Regions from separate parts of the Pan troglodytes genome. Here region 2 is linked to region 1. A link is a contact called in public Hi-C data. All regions are on one chromosome and are shown on one strand. Each heading gives the region's core, a stretch centred on a gene start, on an enhancer-like site or on the middle of the called end of the contact. The rest is flanking DNA. Distances are from core to core; before and after follow the strand shown.

The links. Hi-C and Micro-C count contacts between places; a contact is called where the count stands out from the background.
Region 2: a Hi-C map of stem cell-derived neural progenitor cells shows a contact between it and region 1, with 3 times the contacts expected there. The contact joins two enhancer-like sites. A contact is called at or near these places in 1 of 7 Hi-C or Micro-C datasets (stem cell-derived neural progenitor cells) and 1 of 1 other capture datasets (stem cell-derived neural stem cells).

Annotation. Positions count from the first base shown.
Region 1 is chr4:122,815,284-122,820,264 of NHGRI_mPanTro3-v2.0_pri, forward strand. All of the region lies in intron 3 of LOC104006543 (a long non-coding RNA gene), which reads left to right. Among named protein-coding and RNA genes, the nearest start is that of ZNF608, 310 kb to the left of the region's middle. Within about 2 kb of position 3,643, at least 5 of the 24 cell types and tissues checked have an H3K27ac peak or open chromatin away from gene starts, as enhancers often do. A contact at or near this core is called in stem cell-derived neural progenitor cells, where this site is marked.
Region 2 is chr4:123,157,550-123,162,766 of NHGRI_mPanTro3-v2.0_pri, forward strand. All of the region lies in intron 4 of LOC104006543 (a long non-coding RNA gene), which reads left to right. Among named protein-coding and RNA genes, the nearest start is that of ZNF608, 660 kb to the left of the region's middle. Within about 2 kb of position 1,757, at least 11 of the 24 cell types and tissues checked have an H3K27ac peak or open chromatin away from gene starts, as enhancers often do. A contact at or near this core is called in stem cell-derived neural progenitor cells, where this site is marked.

The DNA of each region.
Region 1 (4,981 bases), core at 2,393-4,892:
TTTCTTCGAGAACCCAGGCTTAGAAGGGAAGAAAGTATCATGGCATAAGGACACCGATCCAAGAAACACTGAGAAAACTGGTCTACTCATGAAGAGTCCTTTTGTTCTTAAGAATACATTACTGACATTCCATAAATTGGCCATTAATTTGGGTTGCCAAATCTGTCATTTTCACAATGGAGATATCTGTTTTAAGCTTAAGGGACTCCGGAATTCACTGATCTGAGGGCTCTGAGGAATTGGAACTTTTGACTGAGAGATACGGTATCTTCAGAGGATAGAGCACTTTGCAGGACAGGAGAGTGGGCTTTGAGTGGAGAATGGAAAACGAGGGTGGGTTTTGAGGGGAGAACGGAAAAGGAGGGAGCCTGTGATAGCTCCAGGGTGTGGTGGGCATAAAGGTGCAAGGAGAAGGGCCCTGGATGGCAGGAAAGGTATATGGAAAAGGATATGGGGAATGCCAAAGATGCCCTTTATTTGAAAATTCTGCCCAGGCCCAGCCTTATACCCTCCTCTTCCTCCTGGCTTCAGATGCTCACTGCTCCTGAGATCCAGGATGAGGATGATGCCTATAATTCTATATCTCAGTCTATCGCAGGTTCTGGAGGCTTAGTGGGCCCATGTGGGACTCTAACCACTACATTTAGATCATGTCAATGGAAACACATTCTGAGTTAAAAACACAACTTGGGAAAAACGTAGCCTGATATAAACTCCACATGAAAATTAAGATTTACTTAATAGAAAACCCAGAAGGTTAATTACAAAAGGGTACTTCTATGCAGGATTGGATTCATCATAAAATCCTTTTAAAAAGCAGATTTCTTATAGATTTAAAAAGTAAATGATTTTCATAGAAGTTTCCATGTGGCCGTATTTATTGTGTAGAGAAGAGCAAAAATTATTTTGTAGAGTAGCTCCTAAGGGATCTCAAGTTTTATGTTAATTTGATCCTCACAACAATCTTATGATAGTGGCATTGTCATTTCCATTTTACAGACAAGAAAATTGAGGTTCAGAGAGGGTAAGTCACTTATTTAAGGTCACATTAGCAGAAAGTAAGGAGCACTCTGCTCTGTCTGCAAAGCCTACACTTTCCCCATTTTACCGTCAAATTTATATCAGAGCTGTCTTCTATTATAGGAAACTTGATATTCCTCATCACCACAGGTTCTGATGACTTTTTGGTTTTATTCCTCAGGGCAGGTGGATGTGGTTATCCATCCCACTCAACGACCTAAAATCTGATGGCATACCACTCAACAACAAAAGACAACCTAATTTAAAATGGGGACAAATAACTTTAGTACTTTGGACAAATATATATATTTGTCCAAATGAGATATGCAAATGGTCAACAAACATATGAAAAGATGCTCAGCTTCATTAGTCATTAGGGAAATGCAAATCAAATCCATAATGAGGTGCCACTTCGTACCCACTAAGATAACTATAAAAAATAAAAAGGAATGAGAAATAACAAGTATTGGCAAGGATGTGGAGAAATCAAAACTCTTGTACATTGCTAATGGGAATATAAAATGGTTGAACTGCTAAGGAAAACATTTTGGTGGTTCTTCAAAAGGTTAAATATAGAATTGCTATATGACCCAGCAATTCCTCTCCTAGGTATATAACCCAAAGAATTGAAAACAGGTATTCAAACAAATACTTGCATATGCATATTCATAGTGATTTGGCCTCATTGTCTGTGGTGACACCTAAGGTTCGTTATTTCATGGCCACGGAGATCAAGGATGTGGACATACAAGGAGGTTAAGAGTGGAGGTTTAATAGGTGAAAGAAAGAGAATAGCTTTCTGCTACAGAGAGGAGTCCTGGAAAAAGGGGTTGCTGATCCACTGGTGAGATGCAGGGGATTTTATCGATGAGCTTGTGGGGAGGCGGTGTCTGATTTACATAGGGCACAAAAAATTGGTTAGAACCAGGTGAACCATCTGCATAGGGCGCAAGTCTCTGGCAGCCCTCATCCCAATCTTTTATTATGCAGCTGGATCCTCTGCCAAGTTTTTTCATGTTGCTCAGTTCATTCTTACTATACATGTGCTAATAAAAAAGGAAGGCTTCCATGGTGGACATGCCTGTTCCCCAGGTAGCCCTTTTCTATTGGTGCAGCTCCTGGCATTCCCCCGTGCAAGCTTCCAGCTTTTTTATCCATATTTGTAGTTTGATTTTTCAGGCTTTCCATCAGTTTTTAGAAAAAAAAATGGTTTCTAGGGCTGTTTTTTTTTGTTAGAAGGGAAGTTCTGCTGAGGACTCTCTTGCTCTCACTATCTGCCTAAATAATTTCTTTCTATCTCCTGTATCAATAGCAGCACTATTCACAATAGCCAAAAGGTGGAAACAAGCTAAATGTCAATTAATGGATGAATTGATAGACAGTTTGTATCTATCCATATAATGGGTTATTACTCAGCCGTAAAAAGGAATGAAGTACTGATACATGCTACAACATGGATGAAACTTGAAAACATACTAAGTGAAAGAAGCCACACATATGATTCCATTTATATGAAATACTCAGAATAGGTAAATCCATAGAGACAGAATGCAGATTGGTGGTTACCAGAGCTTGGAGGGAGGGGGAATGAGGAGTTAACTGCTTAATGGGTATGGAATTTCCTTTTGAGGTGATGAAAATATTTTCATACTAGGTAGTGGTGGCAGTTATACAACATTCTGAATATAGTAAATGCCATTGAATTGTTCACTTTAAAATAATTCATTTTATGTTACATGAATTTGACCTCAATTAAAAAAAAACTATTGAATGTCCTGGTTATACCAGGCACAGAATTTGGAAAAGATATACTCAATCATGTGTCCAGACAGATGACCATGGATGTAAGCCACAGCAAATCTGATAAATTCCCCAGGCATGTGAACAAAAGACTGTCTCCATCTATCCTACCAGAAACCCTGTTTCCACATGATTCACTATGGATACTCCTAAGTAACACCCTGGGATAAAGCAGCTATGAATTATGAAGTCCCCACCTAACAACGGCCACTGCACATTTCTCCCCAGCACAGCTTATCATGGGAAAACTGGACCAGCCTTCTTTGTTGACCACTCCCTTCATTCGTTAACATTCTCTCATCACTAAGCTGCTTAATTTGGTTATACTGAGAGCCTGGTTAGAATGCAAGAGATGCCTGCTTTTATGTTTGATTTCAGCAGGGCCTGCAGGCACTGAAGGTTTTCTGTGGGAGCCAATGGCCTAGTTTGAGGTGAATAATCAGCTTTTTACTTAATGCTGTATCTCTCTTTTCAGCTGCGAACACTCTCTGTCCTTTTTTCTTCCCAGGGTTTGGCACGGTGAAATGCTACTTTCAGAAAGATGAGTATGTCAGAATCCCTGGTGATTTCTAACGCTTATGGAACACATCACATAGGAGCAATTTAGATGACAAAAAAGAGCACTCTTCAGTCTGGATTTACACTGTGTTCCTATTCACCGACACATCAGCAAACATTATAAATGCCTTGCCTGAGTAATGAATGGTTTCTGAGTGAGTTCCTGGGCTGGCAGCAGGTTTGAAATTCTATAGAGTCAGGCAAGGGAGAAGGTGACTAGTGTAGAATTATGGGAAAGGATTAATGAAGGGGTGCTGACTACACATACTGCTCCACTGTTCTCTCAGTCACTAGACTGAGAAGTCACTGATTTTTGCCTCTAGGACTGGACTTTTATAACTTCAAAAAAGCCTCTTTAAACAAATCTGCATCAGCCAATGTGTCAACACTTCATTGGTTTCAATAGAATTAGTTTTCTAAATGCTCTTTTCTGAAGCAATTTTTGTACTTGAAAATGCATTACAAGGAACATTTACTATAACTACAGTACAACGATATAGAATATGACAAGTAGGGTTTTAATCAGTGCAAGCTGCAGCACTGAACACGGTCTACATTGATCCTCCCCCTTCTCCTTCAGCATCAATGTTAATAAACCGAGGAACTTAAGGTTTTACTGGTATTTGCTGTAAATAATAGCCAAGACTTTAATTGTATTTGCCCAGAATGAACCAGGCTAACAGTCTTCCAAAGATGCCTAGACAGGTTCTGATTTAATAGCCTTACATAACTCAGGACCTTTATGTACCATGCCAAATAAACCATAAGATCATTCTGCCAGCTGAGAGATAATACACCAAAGCATGAACAAAGTGGAGGAAACCACATGTCAGCACTGTGTATTAGACTTGCCTGGGTCAAACTCAAAGCACAGCTAGAAGCAGCCAAGAGTGGCTGAAAATTCATCATCTCTAATTCTGACATGTTCTGCAGGACATCCTCTCTGGTAAGATGTATCATAAATACAAGCAGTGTGAGGGTTTGCAAAATGGAAAAATATTTCCTTTATACATTCTTCTTCTTAACTTCAGTGTGTGCTTTGCTTACTGTTAGGGGGGCTTTAAAAAGTTTTTCTAAAAGGGAAATAGAGAAAGAATAGAGTCATTCAAGTGCTCTAAAACGAAGAGAATGTGGGTCCTTTTATAAGAAGCCATTTAACCTCATTCTACTTCAATTTCACCTCTTTCTAAATGTGTCTGGAATAGGGGTGAAAGGGCAATGGCCCCTGTGCTTGTGATGCATTAAAGTTTGGAAAGGGAGAGAGAGCTGCGGTGGTAGATGAATCCTATATTAATGTGTGTTAGAATGTCCCAAGTATGTTCCCTTAGTCTTTTTGAAAACAGCAGGTAGAAGCAAATGGCCTCCCTCCTCCTTTCGACACTTCTCACAAATTTTTCTTTAAGAGATTCAGAGGGTGTAATGCAAAGTATCAGCATGGGTTTTGGGTCACACATGCCCAGGGTGGGATTCTAGTCCTTCAGTCTGCTAGCTGTATGCAGTTAGCCAAATGACACAATTCCTCTGAACTTCAGTTTTCTTATTGGTAAAATGTACAGAAGACCTAACTTTTCCATTTGCTACAAGGATTGCAGAAAGTGACGCC
Region 2 (5,217 bases), core at 507-3,006, 340 kb after region 1:
GTATAGTCATTTAAGTTGCAAAGAATAGCCACAGAAGGAAGCATACCTATTCTACCTAAATTCTACAGAATTTTCAGTAACAAAAAAAACTACAGATCCCCTTTCTAATGTTCAATGTGGAAATAAAAAGCCTCGTCCTTTTAGCTATTAAACACCATATCTTTTGATCACTGAGTCTTCCTCTTTTATTTATTTATAGATGTGAAAGAGCAGGTAGAATTATGCACCGCAGGTATCTGAGAATTTCAGTTTCAGAAGGAACAATAAGGATGGTGCCATCCAACCCGGCTATGCCACAGGCAAGACTCACAGAGGTAAAATGAGTGTGCAAAGTCAGGAGCAAATCCAGGGCTGGAATCTGGGGCTTTTCCCATTATCCTAGGCTTGATCTAAGGTCAGCACTGTCTAAGTTAATGCACATACAGTTTTGCAGTTCTAGCAACAGAGCTCAATAAAACTACACTTGTTCTGGTGCACACCAATGAGACCATCCAAGGTCATTATTTCTGTCTTCCAAGCTCTGCAGATCAGCACACTACTGAAACCCAATTAAACCACAAGAGGTGGGGAAACATTAAAAATGAATCATTGACTGTTTAGGGGGAAATAAAAAGACAAGGCTTTCTGAGTCAGCTGAAACTTTCATCAGCCACTGGGCGTACCCTGTGAGCAAAGGAAGTCACAGGGGCCCAATGAGATACCTCTGTCATATTTTTTTTCTCCAGATTGTGCTTTCTTGAAGAGATACTGAATTTAAAATGGAGCTGTTTGGCAATGACAGGAGTTTAAAGGAGAGAGTTGGGAATTAGACCTTGCACCAAATAATCTACATCCCTGCAAGTGGGTGCGCCGTATTTCAAGCTATTCTGGTTGGCTGAGCAAGGCCCTGCATTTTTGTTAACTCCCTTTAATTAATCTTGTCATAAGTCCTATAGTGAGGTGGATGAACTTTCAAACATTAAACAGTGGAATTACTCACCGGGTGGCTTTTCCCAAACACTCCAACCCCAATTAAAGAGCTGTATTTGGTTTGGGTTTCCTCAAATGGCGCTCCTGTTAACACTCATCAAACACAGGAAAAATAAAACAGCAATTTAACTGTGCCCGCAGTGTGAAAGGCTTGTGCAAATAATCAGCACATTTCTAACCGGTTAGTAATAGGCAGAGTGCAAAAAACAAATGACCAGATTTATACCACTGGGCAGGTCTGAAAGCAACGTTACAGCTGAAATATATTCATTTACAATTTAAAGCAAGGCTTTCAGTGAATAATTGTTTACATAATAGTGAACAGTGCTTGTGCTGCACAACTGGGATCCATTTACAATGTGTTAACCAAATAATGCATGTTTACAAAAGATTTAGAGTTTGTTTTTGGAGAAAAGAATCGTGGTACCCTTGCCAACAAAAGCAGAGCAGTATGTACAGTTAGTAAATCTTTTCTTAGCTGCAAAATTAGCGTCAAGTTGCTTGAGCCCATAAACTACGTCAGCATAAGTCACTCTCATTAAATTGATGTGTGAAGGTAGTATTCTTAAACAGCAGGTTGCTCCATTCTGATTTTTTTTTTTAAATCAGTCGAATAATGAGGTGGGGGTAGAGTTGCTTAACCAGGCCAAGGGAAAAAGAAAGCGGAATCATCTTAAAACGGCCATCCCGGATTTAATAGCCTACAACAAAACCCTAAGCAGGTCAACTTCATGGTTCAGCAATTCCTAAAAGCCTTGTCTACTTCTCCAAAGCTTCTCGGTGACGGCTGGTGTATAAGAGCTCCCAATGAGAACTGATTTACAGCACTGAAGGGCTTTGCAGTGACAAAGGAGGGCCAGGGTCCTCGAGTGCTTTCTGTATTTTTAAGATCCCAGAAGATGATGTGGTTCTGTGATAGGAATCTCTTAAACTTTACCATTGACATAAACAGGTCACAGTGCCTGCAAAAGCTTAAGCAGGAGTCAGGAGCAGTCTCTCTCTCTCCTTTTTTTCTGGGTCAGAGTCAGATTTTATCGAGTCAAGCTATCTAATTGAACACAAACCATGTGATAGGACCCAAACAGAGTGCATTAAAAATGAAACAGAAGGAGCCAGGTTTGTCTCAGGCTAGTGCTGTTACACGCGTAAGTTTCAGACATCCCCTGAATACAAAATGATTTTTTTTCCCCCCTGCATTGACAAAAGTCGGTCTTGCAGGGGGAAAAAATAGTAGAGAATAAAACAAACAAATCCACACAAACACACAAATCTAGTTTCATGCTAGATGTATCTGTTGTGAAGCAATATGTTGGCTGAATAGGGAAAGTCAGGTGAGTTAAAGTCTTGTGGCAGCCTGATTTAAACCATGGCTACACAAACCAGAGCCCTGTCCAGATCTCAGGAAAGTGAATTATATATAATAACACTTACAGTTTCCTACTACTATTAGATTTGCCTTCTTACATAAATGCTTAAGTTATGATAAAAAACAGGGCCATGTCAGTTCCTTTCAGTCTCAGCACATTTGCTATTAGCATAAGAAATGCTGCTTATGGCAGAGCTAGTCAGGCTTGAAATTTCTGAATTAATGGATTTGATTTCCTCTTGAGACAAACCATCAGCCTTGCAGTAATGGAAATAGATATAGTTGGTAAAACAAATAAAAAGCTGGCATGCAGATAAAATGGGTTTCGGTTTAAAATAGTAATGTTGTAATTGAAGTGAACAATTACAGGGTTGCTCCTAGGCACAAAAGAAATACCATGAAAATGAAGTAATGTTTTTGTTAAGTATAGTCATTTCATGAAAATGTAGAGCTGCAGATGTCATTGTCTGCCAAAGGGAAAACTATACTTATTCTTCTATACAAAGATCATTTAATAACATTTGGCTAATTTTAATAATAATTGCTAATATTAACCCTATATTTCACTGGGAGTTTGAGGACAAAGGCTCCCTCCCCCGCCCTGTTCTTTCCCTGTCTTGGTAGTGAGCCAGGGAGAGCAAGTTCCTGTAAAAAGCCATTGGCAATGTGCTATCAAATCCCCACCCCCAGCAGCAGCCTACTCTTTTTTAATGTCTTATTTCTCTTTCTTTGTCAAGCATCTGTTATCAGGAATGGAGCCTGTTAGCTGGCAATTGGAGGTGCAGGAGGAACTGGAATAAAGAGGGGAAGGAGAGTGGGAACGCCAGGCAGGACAGGAAAGTGGGCTCTGGAATGTTCACATTTGATCCCCTGCACATTCTTTCTTTCTTTCTTTCTTTTTTTCCTTTGGTCTGTTGCAACTTGTCTGTGAACCATACGAAATTCAGAATAGAAACTTCCATTTTTAGAACTTGAAATCTTTTCATGTTCATACACACACAAACGGAGGCAGCCAAGGCCACAGGATATCACAAGAAACATAAGTGTCTCATTGACTCTGAAAAGACAGTGACACAAATACACTTTCACAAAATGCTCAGCTGGGTCCCAGCCTGCCACTTGGCCCTTTCTCCCACTCCTCCGTTTCATTGCATTGAAGGAGGAGACATGCACTGTGTTTCCTCCTCAGGTTTTAGTAATTAAAACAATATTGTAGCTCTTTGAAGTTTTATTTGGAAATATACTGCGCTTTGTTCCCTCCAATGCTGCCTGGCTCACATAGCCTATTTGGCGCATTTGGCATCTCTTTATCCAAGGGAAGCGCTTTTCCCGGGGTTGGTATTTTTTTTTTTTTCTTGGCATCACAGCATTGAAGAAGGCACAGAGGAGTGAGAAAATGAAAGTCCCCCTTAACAAAGGATTGAGCTATGACTTCTTAAGAGAAAAGGTTAAATTGACTGGCTGTGTGTCTTGGAGTGAAACAGGAGAAGGGCTGCTTCCCTTTTTACTCACCGCCAGTTAGAATAATTCATTTCCTAAGGCAGCCTACCTGTGACAGTCACAGGTGACCTCCCAGCCTGCTAAGCTCGGATGATTTCCCCTTCCCATTGCCCGAGTGCAGCTCCTGCCAGAAGACAAATGTACTGCAAGCCGAAGACATATCTGTAGTGCGGAGGAAAAGCAGCCTGTCTACATATGTCATTTTAAAGCCTCGCACGGAGATTTTACTGCTTTCTTCACACTCTCACACTTACATAAATACACCCACACAGTACAGGCAAGTTCCCCAGACTCCCAAGCGTTTCTCTCCCATTAGGAGACATTTTAAAACAAATTAGCACCCTCCCCAAAAGCCTATTGGACTAAATGTGTTTATTACTTTGTTTGCTGTTTTAAAAACTCTTCCTAAAGGCGTCAAACGAGGCTGGGGCGTTCCTACAGAATTAAGCACACCCGTCGTCTGTTGAGGAATATACACATTCGACAAAGACTGAAATCTCTCTCTCTTTTTTTTTTTCCTCTTGACACAGCGGCTGGTGACACATAAATGTACTTTTTTTCCTTTGACAGAGTAATAAAAATCTCATTATCTCTGAATAGGCAGCAATTTCGTTATCTAATCTTTTTACCAAAAGGTTAGTTAATTAATCAGAAACAAATCCTGATGATTATTTCAATAGAATTAGAAAGACAAATCACCAGAGTACAGCTAAATAGGGCAGGCCTGCGGTTTCACCTGCTCATTGCCATGCAGGCCCCGTGACTGTCAGGGCTCCTCCAGGCAGACAGCCTCCGGAACAGCAGCCAGCAGATGGCTGCGCCGAGCGGCCAGCCTGCCTCCGCTCCAATGCCTGTGATCCCATTACCTCACTGAATCCGTTACCAGGGTAACTGTTAAATTGCTGTGAAAGGCATGGTAATAAAGTAACCTGTCACATTGGCAATAAAAGGAGCAGAATTTTCCTGTTCACTGAACTTTGCAGCTCATCAATACTCACTTGATGGAGAAATTCACCACTACTCCTGGGTCAGCCACAGGAATCTTTCCATAAGGCTTCTGAAATGCAAACGAAAGTTTATGTAAACACAAGAAAAGATAGAATTAAAAGCTGGATTCTTAGCTGCACAGAGCAAATGCTTCTTTTTCTGTGCAAGGGCTCTGGGAGCTTGAAGAACATCAGATTGCTCCCTTTGTTGTTGTTGTTTTTTAATTTAAAGCATGCTAGATAAAAATAACCTTTGCTGGGGAAAGACAGCTGTGATTAATTCAAGACTGGGAAAACAAAGCACGAGGAAAAAAATCCTTTGTTCCTAAAATCTGTCTTTCTTTTTTTCAGATGCTATCTTACTGGCTCTTTTTATTAAAGGGTCAGGGTGCTTTA